Linked DNA regions of Mustela erminea: region 2 is linked to region 1. A link is a contact called in public Hi-C data. All regions are on one chromosome and are shown on one strand. Each heading gives the region's core, a stretch centred on a gene start, on an enhancer-like site or on the middle of the called end of the contact. The rest is flanking DNA. Distances are from core to core; before and after follow the strand shown. Region 1 overlaps ITPR1 (inositol 1,4,5-trisphosphate receptor type 1). Region 2 holds the start of BHLHE40 (class E basic helix-loop-helix protein 40).

Region 1 (3,492 bases), core at 326-2,825:
AGGCAAGGCCTCACACCTAACTTGCAAACCAATGTGGAATTCTAAACATGGTGGGGAATTGCCCCTTAAATAGTGTAGGGCGTATATGCTGATCCTGTGTATCCCTGATTGGGGGAGGGCCTCTCCCTTTTGGTGGTAGAGGCCCTTCGGACATCTCAAGGAAGGAGACGTGCTGTGAATGACTTGTGAAAAAGCAGAGCCCCTCTGTGTCTCTGTCAGTGCCCTGAGAAATCAGGGTGAAAGGAGAGAGAGTCACGGAGTCCCCGTAAGGAAAGGGAACGGTATGGAGCCCTCCAGCTGTCTTTTAGAACAAAAATTCATTTGAAACCAGGAAGAGGAGGTCTGGTTTCTTTCTCTCTTTTTCTTCTTTCTCCCTTTCTTCCTTCCTTCCTTCCTTCTTTCTTTCTTTCCTTCTTTTGGCAAATAAAGAGGCACAGTGTCTATCCTACCCCCTTAATTTTCTCTTTTACTTGGGGTGTTGGTTGATGGGGTACAGATTGAGTGGAGGGGATAAGGAAACTACCATACTTGGGTTGGTGTCCCTTCAGCTCACTCTTAACATTTATAGCTTGATGAATTGTTACATACGTATACACAGAAATCAAGATAGGATATGTTTCCATCACCCCCCAAAAGTTCCCATTGCCTACCCATTCTAGGCTTTACATGGATATCAGTTGATATTAAAGATACTCTGTTATATGACTAATATTTGAAAACCTGTTACATTCCAGGCATGGTGTGAGGGGGAAGGACTATGGTGATGCCCCCAAATAGGCAGTGTCTGCTCTTCTGAAGTCCACAATTATGTGGCGGAGATGGCCAGTAGTACAAATAACTGTTCAGTGACAGCTGTCATGAGAATTGCCAGAGTGGAGAAGTACCTGGGGTTGGGTTATGGGAACCCATAATTTGGGAACCTCTACCTGAGTAAGGAGGTCACCTAAGAGCTTAGGAGGTCAGGTGAGAACAGGTGGGCAGCACCAGCAGCTTTCTAAACTGTCAAGTGCTGTGAATCACCTTTCTGAACTGTAAAGTGCTGTGCGAACCAACCCATTGATTTCAATCCAGTATTCAAACCTGAGGTGCAGTCTGTACGACAGAACCATAATCCGCCTCATTTTCACATATGTGTCTGTGGCAGGGAGCGTGGTGTGTTGGGAAAGTGTGTGCTGTAGCTCAGTGGGGCAAGCAGCATTTCTTCCTATTTGAGATGGGATCCCCATTTCATCACTGTCACTTGGAACCATGAAATCTTCAGCGCCACTGGTGTCAGCTAGCAACCTGGCCTTCCTGCACCGCAACAGAAAAGCTAGAGTGGCATTCCCACTGGTTTAAGGGCGACTGCCTCCTGCTTCAAGGGAGCCCTCAACTCATCCCACCTTGAGCTTCTTCTACAACCCAAGGATGCCACCCAAGGAGAACTCTAAAATTCAGGAGGGGGAGAAAAGAGAAACACAAGAATTACTCAGTTTCACCTTCAGGGGGCGTGCTTATGACATCGAACCCCCGGCTGGAGGTGTCCTACTTTTTTGCATTGCTGTGAACTGCTGGGTTTGGGTACCTGCCAACATTCAGGCGGCAGTTACATAAGAGCTGCTTTTTTTCCTGGAATTTAGGCTCACTGCTGATGTGTGACCTTCAGCAGTAATTGCCAATAAATGCAGCAGGGCTGTTTACTGTTAGACACCGGCAACTATACAGCAAGCGAGCTCAACTCCGAGCACACAGAAGCTGTTGCAGGAGGATTTTGAGGGATGGGGAGGTCGGTTGGGGGGTGTGTGCGTTTGTGGGTCTGTGTCTGTGTTTTGATGCTGAGATTATTCCACGGTGACTGAAATTGTATAATTTAGTCAAGTCAGAATGCGTTTTTAAAAAATGAATTCTGCTCTTGAGTTCCGATGAACGTGTTCTGTAAAGGTGAAACTGCATCATCGGGGCTAAATTTTTACTTCTTACTTGGTTCCTAAAAACAAATGCCATTAATAAAGGGCATTGTGTTAGTAGATGTGAAGGTTTAAAATTGTTCTGCTAAAATGCTAGATCACATATTTTAGCTCAGTTTTCTTTAAAGCTTTCTGGTCTCTCAAGGTGGGTTGCAAAGGCTCAGGAAAAATGGGTCCCAGCAAACATATTTGCAAGCCTGTCTGCTGTTGGCTAGTTGGTTGGTTTCCCTCCTCTGAGGTTTTGAGTGGGTGAAGAGGAACTGGAGGCCAATTCACGGGTGCTGGAGTTCATACTTTCCCTTTGATGTGCTGAATAGGAGAGCCATAGTATTTTGTCGTTTCTTGAACTGTATTCAGCTTCTGCTGGGGATGGTCCATAGAAGAAGACCTTATCTTTCAGAGGAAAATTCTAGAATCCCATGGTTAACGGAAAGATTTATGTAATTGGCAGTGGAAAACAAAAGGTCTTGTTTTTTTATTTTATTTTTTTTATAAGGCTGTGGTCTGCACTATCCTTTTGGAGGCATACGTGAAACGTATGTATGCATGTGAACGGGTACGGTTGTACATACATACACTGTTGTACATACATACACTAAATAGTAACTCTAGGAAGACCAGGGCCTTTTTTTTTTAAAGATGAGAAGGTATGATATCCTTCATTTATAGTAGAATTCTATCCTAAGATAAAATGTTAGGTATGTTACATGTTGTAAGCAAGCATGTCCGTGTCTCACAAGCACATATTTGATACTACTCAAGTACCGTGGTTCCGGGGACTTCATTTGTGATCTCAGCCAAGAAGGCTGCTTGGGATTTAGTGACTTGAGATTCATTTTGAATTCCTACTTAAAAGCTAGTCAATTGATTAGACGAGGTGTGCAAAAGATTTCAATTGACACATAAGATCAATAAAGAAATACAGAGAGGCAATAGGGTGCAATAGTAGATTTCCAAGTTCAAAACCAGGCGACATCAGACCACTGTTCATCACCTGCTGGTTTGGGAGGCTCTGCCTTGATTGGAGGTGTCAGCGCCTGGGACTAAGGTCAGGAAGACTTGCCCAAATTCAGACATGACCATTTTCTCAAAACATATACCTCTTTAATGTGTACTCATTAAGGATGCCCTTTCATGAAAAAAAAATTAATATTAAAAATGTGCTGTGAAAAATCACTTCATTATTAAACATTATGTTCTGGTTTGGGCCTTATATTTTGTATTTATGTAGCCTTTTTTTAAAAAGATTTTATTTATTTATTTGACAGAGATCATAAGTAGGCAGGGAGGCAGGCAGGGGTTGGGGGAAGCAGGCTCCCTGCTGAGCAGAGAGCCCAATGTGGGGCTCGATCCCAGAACCCTGAGATCATGACCTGAGCCTAAGGCAGAGGCTTTAACCCACTGAGCCACCCAGGCACCGCTGTAGCTTTTATCTTATTCGAACAATATAGCTTATTATAAATATGCTTCTGTTTTTCAAAACTTACTGCCATTAAATAACCTCATCCTCAAGGAAATAGAGCTGAAATCCTCTTAGAAGAAAGTA
Region 2 (3,718 bases), core at 988-3,487, 240 kb after region 1:
AGAGAGTGCATGCATGCACTAGAGCAGGAGGGAGGGGCAGAGCGAGAGAGGGAGGAGCAGACTTCCTGCTGATCAGGGTGCCCATGCAGGGAGCCCATACTGGGCTCTGTCCTAGGAACCCAAGATCACAACCTGAGCTGAAGGCAGACATTTAACCAACTGAGCCATCCAGCTCTGTTTTATAAACTTTTTGCCTGAAATGCATTGAGCTGACTTCTTCCTAAAAGGTTTGTTTTTCTTTAAGTGATCAGTGGTTACCCAGGAGTAAGAGAGAGAGGGTAGTGGTGGCTTATTGCTACAACCCCATCAGGACTTGGCTGCCCTATCCTTAAATGCACTTAAATTGTATGTGTTTGTGTGTGTTTGCTGGATCATGATATATAAAAATGTGATATGTGAAATGTGATAAAAAAATTTCCTGAGGATCCATAAATAGGCAAAAAATGCTATCTGAGCAAGAAAGGTATGGGTACATGCAGGGGGCGGTGAGCTCTAACTTCCTACATGGGAAGGCACCAGGTAACACTATAGACTCTCCCCAACACACAGCATCAGACCTTCAAAATCCTGAGTCTCAGTAGGAAAAGAAAAGGAAAATCCTGTCCTTCCTGTACAAAATTATGTTCTCTCTATACTTAAACAAAACACAGAACAGGCTACAAAACATCAGAATTACCCAGTGCAGCGGCTCAGTGCTAAAATGCACAACTCTAGAGGGTGCTCTCACAGACTATGATGTGAATGGCTCCCCCTGGAGTTGAACAGTGCACAACTCATATAACCTTACCAGGCAGCCAAAAGTATAATGATTAAGAGTACCAGCTTAGGAGCCAAATAAACCTAGGGTCTAGTTCCAGATCTAATCTCAGGCTACATAACCTGGGGCAGGTTAGTTAACCTCCCTGAGCCTCAGTTTCCTTAAGAGAACACATATACTCCAAGGACCCAATTCAGCACCTGGCACATAGTGGTTCTCAATAAATGTGTTAAATGATGTAAAAATGACTAATACCTGCCTTATAAGGTGGTGGTGAGGACTAAATGAATTAACATAGACAAAGTTTTTATGGACAATCTAAAAAATAAAACAGCATTAAACAAGTATCTACAAAGATGACAGTGAAATTTTAAGACTCTTCAGGGTGGAAAGATGCAGGTTGGGAAGGAATTATTTTTGTTTAAATTAATGAAAAAATAATCACAAGCTACTGAGAAAAGAAAAATGGACCAGTTGGTATAAAATATATAAAATCTGGAGACAAGAGAACTTTGATAGGGTGGAGATTCTTTTCTTTCTTTTTCTATTTAGAGGTGTTTCTTGAAGCTTGAGAACACATTTGAAACAAAAAGCAGGAAAGGCAGACCTTTTGTTATTTCCAATTGTAGAACAGGTAAAGACAAAAAGTACTGATAACATCAAAGCATTCTAAGAATGACATTGGGCCATGGGAGCCGAAATGTTTGCGTTCTTGTCTGGCATGGGAGGGAGCAGGGTATATGACAGTTCAGGGACATGTGTTCCTTCCTCCCACCGTGCTTCTTTCCTGGTGGAACTGGGGTTTTGGTGCAGTCATGACAATCCTTCACCCTTATTTAAGTCGCACAATGAAGCAGGTCGCCCTAGATTGAAAGCACAAACCCGGACCGGCGGGTCCCCTCCTTCCCCTGTGGTTCTGTGCCTACCTCCCAGCAGGAAGTTGCGGTGCAGTCATTCCCTCCCTAGAGATGGCTGATAACAGAAACCAGCAAAAGTACATTCTGGGAGGGAAGAATCCCTGAGCCCCCAAGAGAGGTCACACCAGTTAGCACTTAGAAAAGGAGGCATTTCTCACACTTGCTAATGAGTTCGACGCTTGTGAAACATAAACAGGAAGTGGGAGCTCTCCAAAGCGACCTGAAGGAAATCCACTCCCAGTTTGGTCAAAGTGTGAATCCCAGTTCTCTAGGTTGTCAAGGTCACTGCCAATTAAGACTGACAGCCCCCAAATTGCGCCCGAGGCGAAGCTTCACCCAGTCCCAGGGGCGACCCCATTTTGGGTTTTTTTTTTTTTTTTAATTTTTTTCCAATCCTTCCCCACAGCCAGGCCACTCAGCATCGGGGTGACTGACCCGAGGCGCGGTGGGAACCGCTTACAGTCATCTCTCAACTCCCCGAACTTGCAGGGCAGGGCAGCGCAGAGGTCAGTGAAATCCCCAGCCAGGCCTTATTTTAGTCATGAATTTCCACTGGCTCCCTCCTCTGACTGCATCAGCGCGGCTCACACCGCGGGCTTGGAGTTTCAGCTGTTTTCCCTGCTCCAGGCTGAGTTAGAAGGTCACACAGACCGGACTCTGCCGGGGGAGGTAAGTGCCCCCCCTCCGCGCGCGCCGCCACCCCCCGCCCGCGCTTTGCGGAGATCTGGGGCTGCTTGGGGGAGGCGTTTCTGCCCCAAGCTCAGGGCAGTGGGTTAGCTTCTTCCTCCTTCTCTTCCCACGCATTTTAGTCCGTATTAAATAAATTTTGAAACAAAACAAAGCAAACATCTTTTTTTTTTTTCCCCTGTCAGCCAGTGGCATCTATATAATTTTCCCAGGGCTGTCTTCCCCTCGTTGCCCAATTTATGCTCTTGCCAGAGGTTCCTGTAAATTCAAGGGCAGAATCTGTTTGATTCCCCACAGTAGCTCTAGCAACGGTCACTACGCCCGGCACCCTGGAGGGGGCTCAGCTGATGTGTATCCACTGAATGAACGCTAAAATTTCAGTATGATGGACAGATAGTTTTTTCTAGACTCTCTCCTCCCTCCCGCCCCGGGTGCAGACCGCCAACAGCGCCGCCCAAGTTCCTGGTAGGCGAGGAGACAGCCCACCACGGCGGGCACAGTGCGTCCCCGGGGCCTGGGTCCCACCGGCGGCGGAGAGGGACTCGCAGGCGGAGGCCCTGTGGCCCGAGCTGTGGCCACGTGAAGCGTCACGCCCCGTGCTGCTGCAGGGCAGGCGTCGCCGCCGCAGTTGTGTAACGTTGCAGCCGGAGGGGAGGCGACCCGGGAGCCTCTGCTCTGGAGGGGACAGGGTAGGGAGGGGAAACGCAGGGCACCGCGCCCGGTGTCTTTCGGTGCCGGACTAACCCAAGTGGGGTTAAAGTGGGCACTGGGATACACGGGGGCGGGGGCGCAAGAGGGCACCCGCCGGCCAGCAGGCTTTAACCAGGAGCGGAGCGAGGGGGGAGCGAGGGGCCGGTGGCGCACACGCTCAGCGGTCAGGTGCGCGCAGCGTGCTCGGCGGCGGCCTCGGCTGCCCCTGCGCTTGGCTGCCAGCCCGCTTCCCATGGGGTGACATCCGCCCCGCCCCTCGGCCCCTCCCCACGGCGGGCAATTCCTGGACGCCCGGCTGAGGGGTGGGGGCGGGGAAGCCGGGACGGAAAGAAACACCAGCCTCTGGGGAGGGCAGGGGGGCCGGGCGACTCCCTCCGCTGCGCGCTGGTTCCTCGGAGCCGGCCGGGCGGGGGAGGAGGAAGAGGGTTGGGCTGGAGCGAGCGAGGGGATATTCCTCTCCCGGCTTGAGTCAGACGCGGGCGGATCCGTCCTCCCCCGTTCCCTCCCAGGAGACGGGAACTTACTTCATTTCCCTGGGGCAGGTTCGCCCACGTTACCAAACCTCCCCCCTACCCGGCCCCAGCGCCTCCCCGGCCCCTTCCAGCTTCCGCGCCCCCCACCAGGTTGGGCAGGACCCAGGCCATGC

What was found. Hi-C and Micro-C count contacts between places; a contact is called where the count stands out from the background.
Region 2: a Hi-C map of fibroblasts shows a contact between it and region 1, with 4 times the contacts expected there. The contact joins the promoter of BHLHE40 here to the enhancer-like site in region 1. A contact is called at or near these places in 2 of 3 Hi-C or Micro-C datasets (fibroblasts and spleen).

Annotation. Positions count from the first base shown.
Region 1 is chr1:47,048,661-47,052,152 of mMusErm1.Pri, forward strand. All of the region lies in intron 38 of ITPR1 (inositol 1,4,5-trisphosphate receptor type 1), which reads left to right. Among named protein-coding and RNA genes, the nearest start is that of ITPR1, 220 kb to the left of the region's middle. Within about 2 kb of position 1,576, the one cell type or tissue checked has open chromatin away from gene starts, as enhancers often do. A contact at or near this core is called in fibroblasts, where this site is marked.
Region 2 is chr1:47,283,687-47,287,404 of mMusErm1.Pri, forward strand. BHLHE40 (class E basic helix-loop-helix protein 40) reads left to right here and starts at 2,238. Exons shown (of 6, transcript XM_032325834.1): 1 at 2,238-2,343. All of the region lies in intron 1 of LOC116579902 (a long non-coding RNA gene), which reads right to left.